2 separate regions of the Gasterosteus aculeatus genome follow, and region 1 is linked to region 2. The links are chromatin contacts, called in public Hi-C maps. All regions are on one chromosome and are shown on one strand. Each heading gives the region's core, a stretch centred on a gene start, on an enhancer-like site or on the middle of the called end of the contact. The rest is flanking DNA. Distances are from core to core; before and after follow the strand shown.

Region 1 (7,225 bases), core at 2,815-5,314, 76 kb after region 2:
AGGAGGACAGCAGTCAGAGTCACGGGTCAGGGAGCAGTGTGCTTCAGACGGGACGCGTCATACGGACCCCAGAGGCAGCCGAACCAGGGGGGGCGCACGCAGAGCCCAGCAACCCGCCGGCCGCCGAGGTCCGGCTGGAGGCGGTGCTGCGCGTCTGCTCGGCGCCCCCCGGGGAGCAGGTCTGTGTGCTGGATTCAGAGACCAAGGGAGACCGCCCCGTCCCACCTGCACCCTCGACTCTTCCACCAAGTCCGTCCCTGACCCGTGTCGACGCAGAGGGGGCTACCTGCAGGGACCCGCCCTCCGTGGTGCCGTCTCCGCAGGCTTTATGGCCCCCCCTTGAGAAGAAGCCCCCAGATAAGAACCAGGCGGCTGGCGTGCCGGGGACCATGGCTTTGACTCTCACGGAGGAGGAGGAGGAGGAGGAGGAGGAGGAGAAGGAGGAGCCCGCAACCAAGGTCACCTTCCTCATCGGCGACTCCATGTCTCCTGAGTCGGACACGGAGAGCCGCAGACGGCAGGTGGAGGAGGCTTACAAGAAACACCAGCTGGAGCAGCAGCATCGCCTCGGGCAACTCCATCCGCTCCATCCGCCGCGAAGACGGGCGGAATCGACGACCAGCAGCTCCGACGCATCGGGGGACCAAACCAAAACGACCAAGGCGGCGCCGGCGCTGCAGCGGGTGTCCAGTACGTGGACGGCGACCTGCCTGGAGGATTTCGGGGCGTATTCCAGCCAGCAGGAGCCAGTGGAGACCAGGACCACGGACCATGCGGACCGGTGGCAGGAGGCCGGCACCGGGGGCCGCTCACCGGACCCCGCGGGAGCCCCCCCGCACCGGGGTCTGGCAGGTCACGGCTTTCGTGGTGATCAGGGTCTGGCCGTCTGTTCGGGTAGCGGCGGAAAGGGGGGCAGTTTGTCGCAGGTCGAGAGGAGGTGCGGGTGCGGCTCCACGGACTTCTCCGACACCTGCTGCTGCGGGGGCTGTTCTGCCAAGCAGGGCGAGGGCCCCCCGTTGACGAGCCCCGGCCCCCAGGGCTGCGACGGCAAAGAGGACCAAAAGCGCAAGGCGGCGCCCGCCCACGAGTGGGAGATACCGCGCAACGAGAGCTCGGACAGCGCGCTGGGGGACAGCGAGAGCGAGGACACCGAGGACTGGCAGGAGGAGGTGCTGGTGCCGTTCCCTGGGTGAGCACAGGACGCACTTCCCCCCCACCCCCGCCCTCCTCTTCATCATTTCTAAACAGAAACCTTCCTCATGATTTGCAGGTCGAAGCTGGTGGAGAACTACTCGAAGCCGAGCATCGCAAACTTCGGCCGGTCTCTGTTCGGGGGCTACTGCCCCACATACGTGCCGGACTTCGTACTGCACGGGTTGCCTAGCGACGAAAAGCTGCGGCAGTGCCTCACGGCTGAGTTAACCCACGCTGTTCAGGTAAAGCACTGCCACGCCCCCCCCCCTCCCAACCTTTCCTTTTGCCCCCTCTTTGCATGCCTCTCATGCTGATCTGCCCCCCGCAGCACCCAGTGTTGGACGAGCCCATAGCCGAGGCCGTCTGCATCGTAGCAGACACAGACAGGTGGACGGTGCAGGTGGTGAGCAGCCAGAGACGGGCCATGGACCCCAACAAGCTGGGGAAGGAGGTGCTGGTGTCCTGCCTGGTGTCCAGCCTGCTGCAGTCCACCCACCAGCTCTACAAGCTCAACCTCTCGCCCAACTTTGTACGTGAGGCGTCTCGTCAGCGCACCGCCAACGCCGCCAACAGCCCCACTAACCTCTCCTCTCCTCCTCAGTGCATCATGCACCTGGAGGACCGGCTGCAGGAAATCTACTTCAAGAGTAAGATGCTCGCCGAGTACTTGAAGGGGCAGACGAGAGTGCACGTGAAGGAGCTGGGCATGGTGTTGGGGTAAGAAGGTCACTCGCTCTCCCCCCACAGGACCACAGGGGAACAGTGTGCAACCACACGCCACGTGCTGCACTGTGAGGGGGGGTAAATGCAGATGTATGTGTAACATAATACTTACTAAAAATGGCTCCTCCTTCTACAACCAGCAGGGGGCAGCAACAAATAATTCTACTAGTTAGAAAACAGGAGAGTAAACGATGCTCAATGTGCATCGTTAGCATAGTTAGCTTAGATGACGTGAACATGAGGTTAAAATCAGAAATGCCTAAATTCAAACTGAAAAAAAAACCCTTTAATCATGCAAGTGTATAAAGGTTTAGATACTCGGGGGCTACAGCTAAATACAAATGGATTAACAACATGATTCATTTATTTTTAAGTCCATTTCTTTGGTCTTGTTTGCAGAATCGAGTCCAGCGACCTCCCCCTGTTGGCGGCCGTGGCCAGCACCCACTCCCCCTACGTGGCCCAGATCCTGCTGTGAGCCCCCCCCCCCCCCCCCTCAACGTGCTGTAGTGCAGAGGTTGCATGGGGTGGAGGGTGGCTAACGGAACCAACCTCCTCCAGCTGCTTGAATGTTGAAAACAGAATCTCTGTTTTCTTTTCGGACCTAAAAACCAAAGACTTTCTCAGCGGTGAGGAGGAACCTTCAGGACGACAGCCGAGTTCCTGCTGCTGCTTCTCTTTGCTTTTCTCCTCTTTGTACAATCTTAAACACAAGGGACGGAGGTTCAAACCACTTGTGGGTGAATATCTCTGAGATCATCAATCTCTTGCCAGTTTTGTTATTTCTTATTTTCATGCATTTGTTTACGAGCCACATTTCTTAAAGGTCTCGTTTGGCGGTGGTTTTATTTGGGCTCAGAGGGGCTGTAACATTCTGACCACAGGTCCAGCTCTACCTCAGACGTCCTCACGGGCCGGTGACGTCACGACTTCCCGCTCTTTTAATCGGAGGACTCCATGCTGTGTTCTTCTCCCTCAAAACAAAAGGGAACGTTCGTCACAAATTCGGATCGTCGTCACGACAACATTTTTGCATCAGAACGCTTCAACGACCCAAATGCTGAAGTATTTTCACATTTTTATAGGCGCCTTTTTCTTACGATGTTCATGGCTTCAAGGGGGGAAACACGCCGCTGTGGGAGGAAATATAAATAAATATATATATAATATATATATATACTGGTTAACACTATTTTCACTCACGAAGATACTAAACTACAGCAGCGCACCTTTTTATCCTTTTTGTTTCCCAGCGACGCCGACGGAAGATTCTGTCTTTTTTTTTTTTTTCTTTTTTTTTTGTCTGAGTGCGATTTGATTCATTTGATTTGATTTGATTTGCTTTGGTAAAATTTATAACGACAAAGCTTGTTAAAGAACAAACACCTGTATTATTAAAAGAGTCCTTGCGAGGGCAGGTATCTTGGGGCCTGTATTTCTTCCTCTGAACCCCCCACATTCTGAGCCCGGTCTTAACAGATCTTCTGTCGGTGGAATCGATCCCAGACGCTGCGCATCAGCCATCACCTTTAGGGAATAAAGACTAAAGACTTTATACGTCCGCGTTGTGTTCGAGTAACTTATTTTGTGTGAAGCGGTTCATGTAAACTGTACATACTCCTGTTTACTTCATGTATTTGTACAGAATGTCTCCTCCAATTATCTTTTTTCTCAATTTTATGGGAATGTTGTGCAATAAAGATGGCGATTTTAAGAATCTTTTTTTCAGTGGATTTTTTTTCTTCTCTGTTTTTATTAAGTATGCAAAATTCAAAATACTCATAATAAAACATATATATATATAACATTTTTTTACAGATGTGTAAATAAATTCGCTTGTTTGGCTTGGTGAAACTTTGACTTTCACTGCTTCCACCATCTGGGTCACATATTTTACCCACTTTTTTTTTCTGTGTTCACTTCCCTCGAAGTGGCTCCACCCCTCTTCTGCGGCACGGGATGTAAAACAAAACGAACACACGCACGCAATAAAACGAAGGAGTGTCCTCCTGGCTGAAAGGGAGATATGAGGAGATATGAGACATGCTTCCTCTCCGTCAGGAGTCCCGACTCTTTACCTTCCAGAGACCTGCCATTAAAACCAGCGGTGGAGAAATCAAGACGCGGTTGGAGTTAGAACTGCTATTTCCTCGAAAGTCTTTGCAAATTTGTTTTAATGGTTTGATTCATTTTCATTCTGTGGCAGCGGACATTGAGGTGTCAGAAGTTAGAAAGAGGATCTACAATGCGTTAAAGGACTCCTCCAAAGCTCGTAAATTACACCACCCAAACCACTTCATTCCGTTGAAGCGACATATAACTTCAAAAAGAAAGGAAACGAGACGATATGTCTTACAAATAAAAATATTGAAAATATGTAGAAAAAAATATTTTGAATAAAATTGACACTTGCATTCTATTATGCTGATATAACTAAATTGATCAAGTGTATATTTCACTAAAGGAGGAAAACTTTGTAATAAATAATTCAGCTTTAAAAGAATTCTATTAATTTGTGTGTACATTTATATTGTTGACATTATTTTTTCTTTATTCAAAATAAGGGGTTAAGAAAAGGTTTAGTGTTCATCCGGCAATATTTGTGGCGATACAAATAAATCCAACCTTTTCAGTATTCCACCTTCCACTCGCCAGAGTCCCCTTATTTCGGACAGCACCTGAACGTGACGCGGTCGCCGTGAGACAGATGTCGTCACCGTCCGCTCCGCAGGGGGAGGGACCTAAAAAGAAATCTCAACTCCTGGATGTGACGGTCGCGCGCTACCGAGGACGTTCCGTTTGACCCAAAGATGTGCGGGCTCCAACTCTACACGTCCCGTGGATTTCACTTCCTGTCACGCTTTTAAGTGGCTTCTTCTTGTTTTTGTAGTAGTTTTCCAAAAAGTTTTCTCCTTTTGGTTCCTCTCCTTTTCCCCGGAGGGAAGAAGGAGATCCATCCATGCTCGGAGCCCGCAGCGCGGGGCTCGGAGCTCGGCTCGATCCGCGGCGGATGTGAGTTAGTTTTGGCCGCGATTAACAAATACAAAAACAGCGGCGATGCGGCGTTAAAGTAAGGAATACAATTTGAGGAAGAAGCCGGAGTGATGAAAATGACCGGAGCCATGGAAACTTCTTTCAAACTGGCTTTGAAGAAACCGCCCCCGCTGCGGAGCGCAGAGGTAAACAAAACGATCGCTTTCTCCTCCTCCTTCTTCTCATTAGCTTCGCTGTGCTAAAGTTAGCTGCCGCTTCGCTCCGCTGTCACTTCACTTTGACTTCAGTTAATTACCCTCAGTAAGACTTTACGTCACTTGCTAATGACGTTGAGCTAACCGGATAGTTTGTTTCCAACGTCGATGACGTCTCTGACTGAGCCTTGCAGGAGTGACACTTACTTAAAAATGTTTTAAGCTAAAGTTGAAGCGTCCAGCGCCAACTACATAAGCTGCTACCCAAACGGAGGTGCGGGGACCCAACTGGGTCGTTGAGAGACGCTTTCAGGGGTCAGCTTGTGGTCCATGACATGCTTACATTTTGAAAAAGGGTTTACTGCAATGCATTCTGGGTCAGGCAGCAGGCCGATTAAAACCAAACCAAACATCACACCGTGAACTCCCATCAGAGGACGTATTCCTAAACTCAGGAGGTAGTTTGTGTAACGCTTTAGCTCGAGGGAGGCCGGTTGATTTAAAATCACCACCTCTTCCTCCTCTCCCTCCTCTTCCTCACATGAAGCTGTGGAAAGCAGCCGGCTGGTCATCGCTGCATTGAGCTCCGTGCTGCCTGCTGGTCTCTGTCAGAGGACACAAAGAACAAAACAAGTTTTTAAAGAGCCTCCAGGTCCTTTTTTTAGACGCCGCGATCCTCTCGCGCCTCCACGCAGGCGTTTTGTTCCACTCGTGTACGACTCTGTGAAGTGGATCGCCGGCGCCGCGATAAAGTCACTAAATTTAGCTCCACCCGCCCACGTGCAGCGGAGGAGAGCTCCTCTATTTCTCTCTGTTTTCAGGGATGCTGAAAACACACGTTTGGAAAGGCGGTGAAGACAAACAAGCTGAAATGTTTCCATCACAGCGGCCTCGGGGACGATGGTGGAACCATTTAAGAATGGCCGCGGTGCTGTTCTCTATGGACCTGTGGATTCATGTTGAATTCAGCCTGTAACGTCATGGAGGATCGTAGTCGTCCTCCGGTGCAAAAACTGAAAAGGCTGTTTTAACAAAGTGCCTTGAAATTTCCCTTTTGGAGGCCCAGTGGAGTATGTTAACGTTCGGTAGGCGAGGCGACGGAGGGGCGAGGTGGAGAAGCGCAGCGCGGGAATCCGGCGTGGTGTTTTCACAGCCTCTGTGGCTGATGTGAACGTTTTTGACGTGCAGATGTTTGTGGCTTTGCTGGCTGATAACTCCACCCGCCCCCCCCCCCCCCCCCCCAGTGCCAGCCAGACACGCCGCGTTGCTGAAGGGAGGCCAAGTGCGTGTGCGTCTGCGTGTGTGTGTGTGCGCTCAATGCTAATCGGGTTAAAGTTGAAGTCATAAGGTGTCATGTTTTTGGAACTTTTCTCTAGTTTCAAGTGTTCTTCAACGCAACATGATGTTCATTTTTGGTAAACGATGGACCATTTAGAGACAAACCGACATAAAGCAGGGGAGGCTTTAGGGCGGGGCTTACTGTGATGGACAGGTTGTTACCAGCGTCTCTTCATCACTCCTCCACATTTCAAATACGATCACTTGTGTTCATTTGTTGCGGGAAAAAACAACAACAACGTAATCCAACATGGCTGAAATTTAACTCAAGGCTTCAAATCATCCGTCCACAAACCAACAGGTGTGGTTGTCATGACGACGTCCACTTGGATTATACTGCCTCTGTTCTATCGAGTTGTCTATATGTGTACATTCAGTTTGTGCTTTAGAGGCCGTGCCAGGGAGATTTCGTAACATTCATTTTGCATTTCAATTTTTTAAAATATGATTCTGAGCAGGATTTGCAGCCCCTCAAAAAATACATTGTTAAAACATGTTTAAAAGTGGCCATGTATGTTATATTACATCACTATCTTTGTGCCTCCGTGTTGCTTTTGTACAGCTACACGTCTGTGTGTGTTTGCAGGTGCGGATTAATGATTCACCCTCTCAGCAGCACAGCTGTTTGTGTCCTTCTACTTCCTGTGTTTTTCTCTCTTTTGGCCTAAAATATATGAAGCATTCATATTTCATCTTTGTCGGAGGTCATAATCCTGTGAAGGGAGGCTTCGTCCCACTGATCGATGGTTAGCGGGAAACCAGCGCTCCCAGTCGACAACTGG
Region 2 (7,284 bases), core at 466-2,965:
ATTTTGTTTTTCATAAAGATTTTGAAAAAACGTCCTATTGAAACTCTCCACACTTTTGTGGGCTTCACCTTCCATGCATTGTGTAGCGCGCAGTTGATAAATAAACTGAGTTGGTGTGCAGGAACCACATTGTGTTTGTCAATCACACGTGGCACAACTAGAAATTAAAGGCGTCACATCCGACATTAGGACTATTTTTGTCGCCTCCGACGCCGGCGAGCAGCTGTGATGTGATGGGGAGTCGATGTCGAGGCAATTCTTCCACCCGCTTCGCCGCCGTTTTCATTCATTTGACTTGGAAAATAGATACAATCCACCAGGAAGGCGTCACAGCGAAAAGTAAGTTCCTGGTTTTAAACGAACCAGAGGACGAGATGAGCCACGTGCACAAACCAAGCGATGCACAGACAAACACGTGAATGCCTTTCTTTGTCGAAGCCATCCGTAACCATTCACGGTATGCTTCTCAACTGGTCGGCCGGCCTGCAGGCTCAGCCTCCGCTGGCCGGCTTCCCGCTCTCCGCTTCCCCCCCCCCACCTGCGACCGCACCCACGGGAGACGGCTCGGGCGCGCAGAGATGCCCGCAGTGAAGATTAACACATATTTTCATGTCAAAAAAACAAAACGAACGGCGTCTGTTTGTAGTCTTATCTGAAAATCATCCGATGCTTTAAGAGAAAATCCCGGGATGTTTTGGCGTTTTACTGTCTTAGGTCAGCTCTGCTGTGCCAGCGGGGTGGACGCTCACGTTTAGGAAGCCCCTGGTTCTGGTTCTGGGGGGGCAGTCTGCCTGGTATTCAGCCACATCCGCCCTGAACAAACTATCAATCACTTTTTCTTTGCAGCAGTTTGACAAGATCTCAACGTTAAACGCCCAACGGGGGGTTTAAGAGGCTGGTGGATAGCCGCACACTCGTAGCCACGATGCTAAAGATGGTCTTCTGTAGGTGAGGGAAAGGAAAAGCTGCACGGGCAATAAAAACGGGCCTAGACAGATTACAACCGCCGCGCTCTTTGCACGTTGTAAAAATGAGGAAGGGTTTGATCGAGGAAACTGTGGAGGACAGAGTCTACGTATGGAAAACACAGCAGGTGGAATATAGAATGCAGCCACAAAGCACGAGGTGATCAATCATAGATACGATTTAAGGAAAAAAAACGCATACTTCTGTTTTCAATAAGGTTCCTAAAAGGCGTCCAATGGCTGGAAGTAGTACCTCGGGTAGATGTCAAATATGCACATCGAGTATATTAGAAAAATCAAGAAAATATTATATCATATTATGTATTCCGTAGATTGTTGTTCTGCTCAATGACGTTTCAAGGCCTCCGATTCGACTCCTACTTTATTGTCCTTTTACCAGCCCTGTAAACAAATTAGTGTCACGTGACATTTACGAGAAGAAGCCGCAGAAAACGGCCTCGGGAATTTGACGTTTCTGTAAAAAAAATTAAAAAAAATTAAAAGTTGGATCAGACAGATAATAAAGTGGCAGCGCCGAGTCGCCACATGCTTTGTTGTCCCGTTGCCATGACAACACCGTGGCACCGAACTGTTTACTGGTTTGACCCGTTGGTTCAGCTAGTGTTTGTGTGCGTGTTTCTCTCTCTCTCTCTCTCTCTCTCTCTCTCTCCTACCCACACACAGTATCCAACCCTCCCCCGCGCACACAGACACACACACACACACACACGCGTGTGGAGTGGGCGGACACGCTGGCGGGATGGCATGCAGCCCACAACAGGGTTACGCATGAAGACCATCCAACCGCCAAGAGGGCTTCTCTCCCTGCAGGAAGTCACGTGACTTCTCACAGGCAAATGCAACCTGTTTACACTAAAGATTAAACCCTTTGCATGACTTGGGTCTCCAACACAAAGACTGAATAACAAGACATGAGTGCTGCGACCTCCTGACCTCCCTGCGAGTGGCGGTTCTGCTCTCTGTGTTCTGGTGTTTTGGGATTACGCGACGTTCCACGTCGGACAAAATGAGCCGAACTGCACCTCCTTAAATCATCCCCCAAAAAGGTCAAGGTCACTTTGTCAATGACGTACTTTTTAGAAGGTTCACACCTGTGCGCTAAATGAACTACAAAGAGTTTATGGAGCTGTAGGTTGTTTAGATTTAAAGTGGCTGTGGCTACTAAATAAGATCCACAGAAGAGGAAAACAGCAGTTCTGAAATAAGTGATTTCAGATGCCCCAAAACTGGACGTGGATCCCACCATTAGAGGTTTAATGTTAAACTAAAAACAGCCGTGGTGTTTCCAGTAAACCAGCCGACTAATAATCACCATGTGTCTATCTCTCTCTCTCTCTACACACCCACGTCCTCCCTCCTCTTCTGTCTCTCTATCTCTACCAGACACACACCCACAAATACTTGAGACAAAAATGCTTCTGTTCAATCTGTTTTGTCTGAGTCTTCGAACCGGCTCGAGTCACATGATTCACGTCGGCGTGGATGATCAAGTTATTATTCTACGGCTTTGTCTGGCTGTTTGTCGGCTGTGTTCACACTGAGTAAATAACACATCTGGCTTCTGCTTTCTATGCGCACGAGGAAGGCTGCATCAGTTTGAGGTCATACTTTTGTCATAGTTCTGTAAAGGGATCCAAACGTCACGTATCGGTGTTTATTTACACACAAACAAGCACAAGTGTTTTTTTTCCAAGTCAAAACACTAAAATAGTAATTTCACTGAGGAGGAAAAAAAAAAAAAAACAGTCGCCCACATCTCGTCTCTCTGGGACCGGCCACATCGCATCACGTGCGATGTCCTCCAGTCCGAGGCCCCATCTTCTGGAAGGCCGTATCCAGGCCTCCTTGTTTTAGTGAGGTTTAAACCCGCCTCATCCACAAAAAGCAGCTCATGACCCATGAGCCTCCGGCGCCATCACTCTCAATGCAGCACGGCAGCACCAATGATACCATAGCTTACTGCACATAGTCTGTTCTTCCAAAAGGGACTCTGTAGATTTGTTTCATTCGGATTCGGACACGACATAATACAGAAATGCTCACATTGTGTATGTTTTGTCATCCCTTTATTCCTTGTAGCCTTATGGAATTATTTGCACACACCATGTTGACTATATGGGTCTCTCGTTCTGCAGTGAACATTCTTCCTCTGCCCACGTCTGGACGTGAAGTAACAATGTTGTGTGTTGTTGTGTGTCTCATTAGATTCTGGCAGTGCTACTGAACCGCTTCTCATTTGGAGATGTCCTGAAGGTGCTACGGTGCAGCGGCTCAAGTAAGGGTTAGGGTTTGGGTTTGGGTTTGGGGGTTCTGGCCGGCTTCCCTCGGGGTCATTCGTTGATTACATGGTCCACCATGTAGCTCTGATGTCATCAGTAATTCCATTTCTCACTGTTGTGTTCAAAAATGAAGAAACGCTGGACGGACAGAGGTCATCGCTGGTCAAAAGGTTAAAATCAAATGTATTTAATAAAAGTCATGGTGTTAAAAAGAACATCTCAGCTGAGGAGCCGCTGGTCTCAGCGACCAACAGGCCCCAGGTCAGTCCTTTGACCATCCCTAGTGCCCGTCTGTTCCTCCACCAGCGAACTCCAGAACAATGGTTCCTACAGGTATTTATAACAATGCTTAAAGGTGTGAAAGGCAGTGTCCACACCTCTGGGAGTCTTCTGGTGAGTTCAATGTAACTCGGATTTTGAATGACCCTTAGTCAATATCAGTTGTTGTGCAAGTATTACATGCATGCATTCCAGTTGATCACATTACATCAAATACAATCATAACTACATTGGTATTATTCTAGTACAGTTGCAGATTTACAGTGGTTTTACAATATTGTCATTACTTTATTGATTACACAGTTTCAGAATCATGGCTGTATTCTGGTGTACACTATATGCCTTTTTAATAAATTTGATGAACCGGATCGTCAATTTGTTTCTAATATCCTACATTACTCTTCCTTCAAAGCAGAGTTTGTGCTTTTACTTTTGCAAACTCAGCGAGTGTTTTTGCTATAAGTATTAATAGTCTTAGAAATTGTGCTGTGACAATCACGGTCCGGGTTTAAGCGTAAGACGAGTAGAACCGTTGGACCTTGAGATTTATTGATCTAGTAGAAAGGAAAAGTATTATGAACGACTCTCTCAAACCGCCCGACGACATAAATCTGACCTGAGATTGCCGCATGCATCACTGAGATAAGACCTCCAACGGGTCGACTTCTGCTTCCTGCCTTTCTTTGCCTCCGTCTGAGGAAAGTCCACAACTTCCGCCAGCCGCCCGTCCCGCGGTGAGACGCGGGACCAGAGCGACGCGCGGCGAGGAGAATGACCAGCTCCACGTGGACGCGTGAAACCAGAAACCCCCCCAGTCACACCAACGAGAGCCTAATTCAGCTCTACAATCCTGAAATCATGTGATGACACAACTCCTTTGGTGAGTGACTTTGAGTCACGATGAAACCAATACGTAACTTTACGTCTTTTGGATGCGTTTGATCGTCAGCTGAGTCACGGCATCTCGTGAAGTCACGACATGTCGGGTCCTGTTATAAGGGGGACTGACTCTTAGGGATTAAAGCTGCGTCAATCATGTAACGCCAATTAGTCGTTTACCGTAAGCAAGCGGTTCTGGTTCCTCCACCTGCAGGCTCCACCATAATTAAACTGGAATGCAGTCGAGGGCGTTTGTTTTGACTTGCACTGGTGGAGGAGGTTTTCAGATGTATTAGTTAAATATTAAATATAGGGAACGGAATTGTGTGCAAGATGAGTACTAACCGCTGGAGCGGTGAGTTAGCGCATATATCCGGTTCATACGGCACCACTTTAGACAGACTCAATCCAAACCACTTTACGAGCTTTCACTAATCTCGTGGTTTGTGTGTTAAAGTAAGTGCGGTATGAAGTAGAAGTGCTCGCAGAGAATACTCATTATTTCGATTAGAGAGACTTTATTGTCTTGGAGACGTAGAGTGTCAGCTGTTCAGTCGCCTGGTGACGTTTCCTTACGGTTCCGGTCGGGTCGGGTGGTTTATAACACATTCTTCTGTCTGTGGGGTTCATCTATTGCCTCGGCACGCCGCGGCTCTCAGACGAGAGACGATGGCTGTGTCCACTTCCTGTCGGCGGGGTCAAACAGAGAGCGCTCGGAAGCGCTGCTGAGCGCGCTTCTTTCTCGGTGCCATCGGATGAACTGCTGCTGCTCGTTTAGCAGGAATAAAGGACGCCTTTAATCCACTGTGAACACGTTTCATTTTCCACTTAAAATATGTTTCCTTTGATTATATGCCACATGGGTTTTGTTAAGTTATGCTGTTTTCCATTTACTTTTATAAGACTTTATTTTCAGACCAAATGTTGAGCTAAAAAGATGAACTAAAATGAAACTACGACGAGATACGAGACGCCTTCTCAGGAGAAAACGGCGCCAACTATAAAGCTGCAGAGTCCTGCTGATCTTCGGTGTGCAGAGACGAGCGCGCGTCAAGTGCAAAGTTTACTCTCGCCAGATGGAAAGCACCAAACCTGTTTCTCCGCGCGCACACACGCATGTCTCTTTTGTGGGTTGTTTTGTTGTGTGTTTGCTGCCATCTCACCCACGCATGGCACATCGCTGTGGTTTTGGGCGTCTCAGCGCCACACCTCTTTTCTGAGGGATCATATTCCCCCGTAGTCACGGTAACAACCCATAACCTTTACAACATCTGATGCATTAAAAAGACGCCGCTGCGTGGATCATTGGTGTTTAATCGTTGGCTCCCAACATGTACTGAAACAACGCAACTTAATCGGTTGAACTTCAGTCAACAAACGAAACACGTGCTGGTTAAAAACACAGTGTTACTGGGATTTAATTAACAAGAAACGGATATAAAAGGAATGAGGGAATAACCCTGTGACAATGCAGGATTACACACAATAAAGAATTCTGAACGGAACCCGGATTGATGTGCTAACGTTGTAGCGGCTCCACACGACACTCACAACAACGTCACACGGCGTGAACACAGCCGCGCCGTTATGGTTTGTTCCATTAGAGTTTATAGTTAATCAAAAAACATTCATACACATAGTTTAGAATGCAGCCGGCAGAAGTAAAAAGCTAACGTTAGCTTAACATTGAGCTAACGTTATCTTAACATTGAGCTAACGTTATCTTAACGTTAAGCTAACGTTAGCTCATTGTTAAGCTAACGTTATCTTAACGTTAAGCTAACGTTAGCTCATTGTTAAGATAACGTTAAGCTAACGTTAAGCTAACGTTGCGTAACCATTGAGCTAACATCAAGCTACATTAAACTACCTGGGTATATAACTTTGCTTCCAGAATTAAAAATAAATAATTTGAATACTTTGAATATGATTTGTCTGTATTCAGAGTGAACACAGTCAGTGTTTTAGTTACAGCGCAGCAGGTAGCAACAGGTGGAACACGAGCATCCACCCTCAACAACACCTCCACGTCAGCTGCGTGTTACATTTCTTAAAACATTCCAGGTGCTTTTTGACAGTTAAAGGCACTTCCTCGGGTGTTTCTTTGTTGTTGTTCTGCTTCCTCCTTCACTGACCTTTTCCGTTGGTGTGAACACGTGCTGCTGCAGCGGTTTTATCGCTTAGTTACAATCAGAATGGCGTCGTGTTGACAGGCGTTCACGCCTCGTGATTTACCTAAAGGCTTTCATTTCTGCTAGAACTGCAGCGGCAACATGTCAACTTCATGGTAACGACAGACGTGTAGTGTACGTGCACGCACACTTTTCACTATGCACCGTGAGATACCCGGAGGACACTACATGGGGTACAACAATTCTCACCATATTAATAACCGATTCTCACTTTGCAACACAAACGGTCCAATGGTCGTGCTGCGCTCAGCCTCACGAAATATTATGAGGTTTTTCTTGCAGCGGCAAAATGTGAAATTAGTTGTGGTCACACGTAGAGATGCACACTCCCACAGACACTCGTGCAGAGATAATTACCAAAGAAACCCATAGAATAAATCTATACATATATATGAAGATGCATTCATACGCATGCTTTCATATGTCTTATAGTTCAGAATGCTGATCCACTAAACCAAATACTTGTGCAACATAGTTGGTTACACACACACAGTTTGTTTTGTTTGTGTTGGTCTTCACCACGTCTTCTCTTATAGTTCCTATTGTAGTTTTGCTCGATACTGCAACTGTTTTATTACAATATGTGTTCGGATTGGTCTCAGGTTTTGGTTATTTTGGATGTCCAGTGATTTTCCTCCTTTCCCTAAACCCTTTTCGCCCCTAACAGAT

Evidence for each region. Hi-C and Micro-C count contacts between places; a contact is called where the count stands out from the background.
Region 1: a Hi-C map of skeletal muscle shows a contact between it and region 2, with 2.6 times the contacts expected there. The contact joins the promoter of rapgef6 here to the enhancer-like site in region 2. A contact is called at or near these places in 2 of 6 Hi-C or Micro-C datasets (both in skeletal muscle).

What each region holds. Positions count from the first base shown.
Region 1 is chr7:31,022,629-31,029,853 of fGasAcu3.hap1.1, forward strand. rapgef6 (Rap guanine nucleotide exchange factor (GEF) 6) reads left to right here and starts at 4,065. Exons shown (of 30, transcript XM_078107003.1): 1 at 4,065-5,096. The coding sequence starts at 5,022. It overlaps fnip1 (folliculin interacting protein 1), which reads left to right. Exons shown (of 17, transcript XM_078107008.1): 13 at 1-1,189; 14 at 1,271-1,436; 15 at 1,523-1,723; 16 at 1,796-1,911; 17 at 2,317-3,634. The coding sequence ends at 2,395.
Region 2 is chr7:30,948,841-30,956,124 of fGasAcu3.hap1.1, forward strand. The region is part of intron 1 of LOC144410380 (a long non-coding RNA gene); the gene reads left to right. Among protein-coding and RNA genes, the nearest start is that of LOC144410380, 7.6 kb to the left of the region's middle. Within about 2 kb of position 1,716, at least 8 of the 9 cell types and tissues checked have open chromatin away from gene starts, as enhancers often do.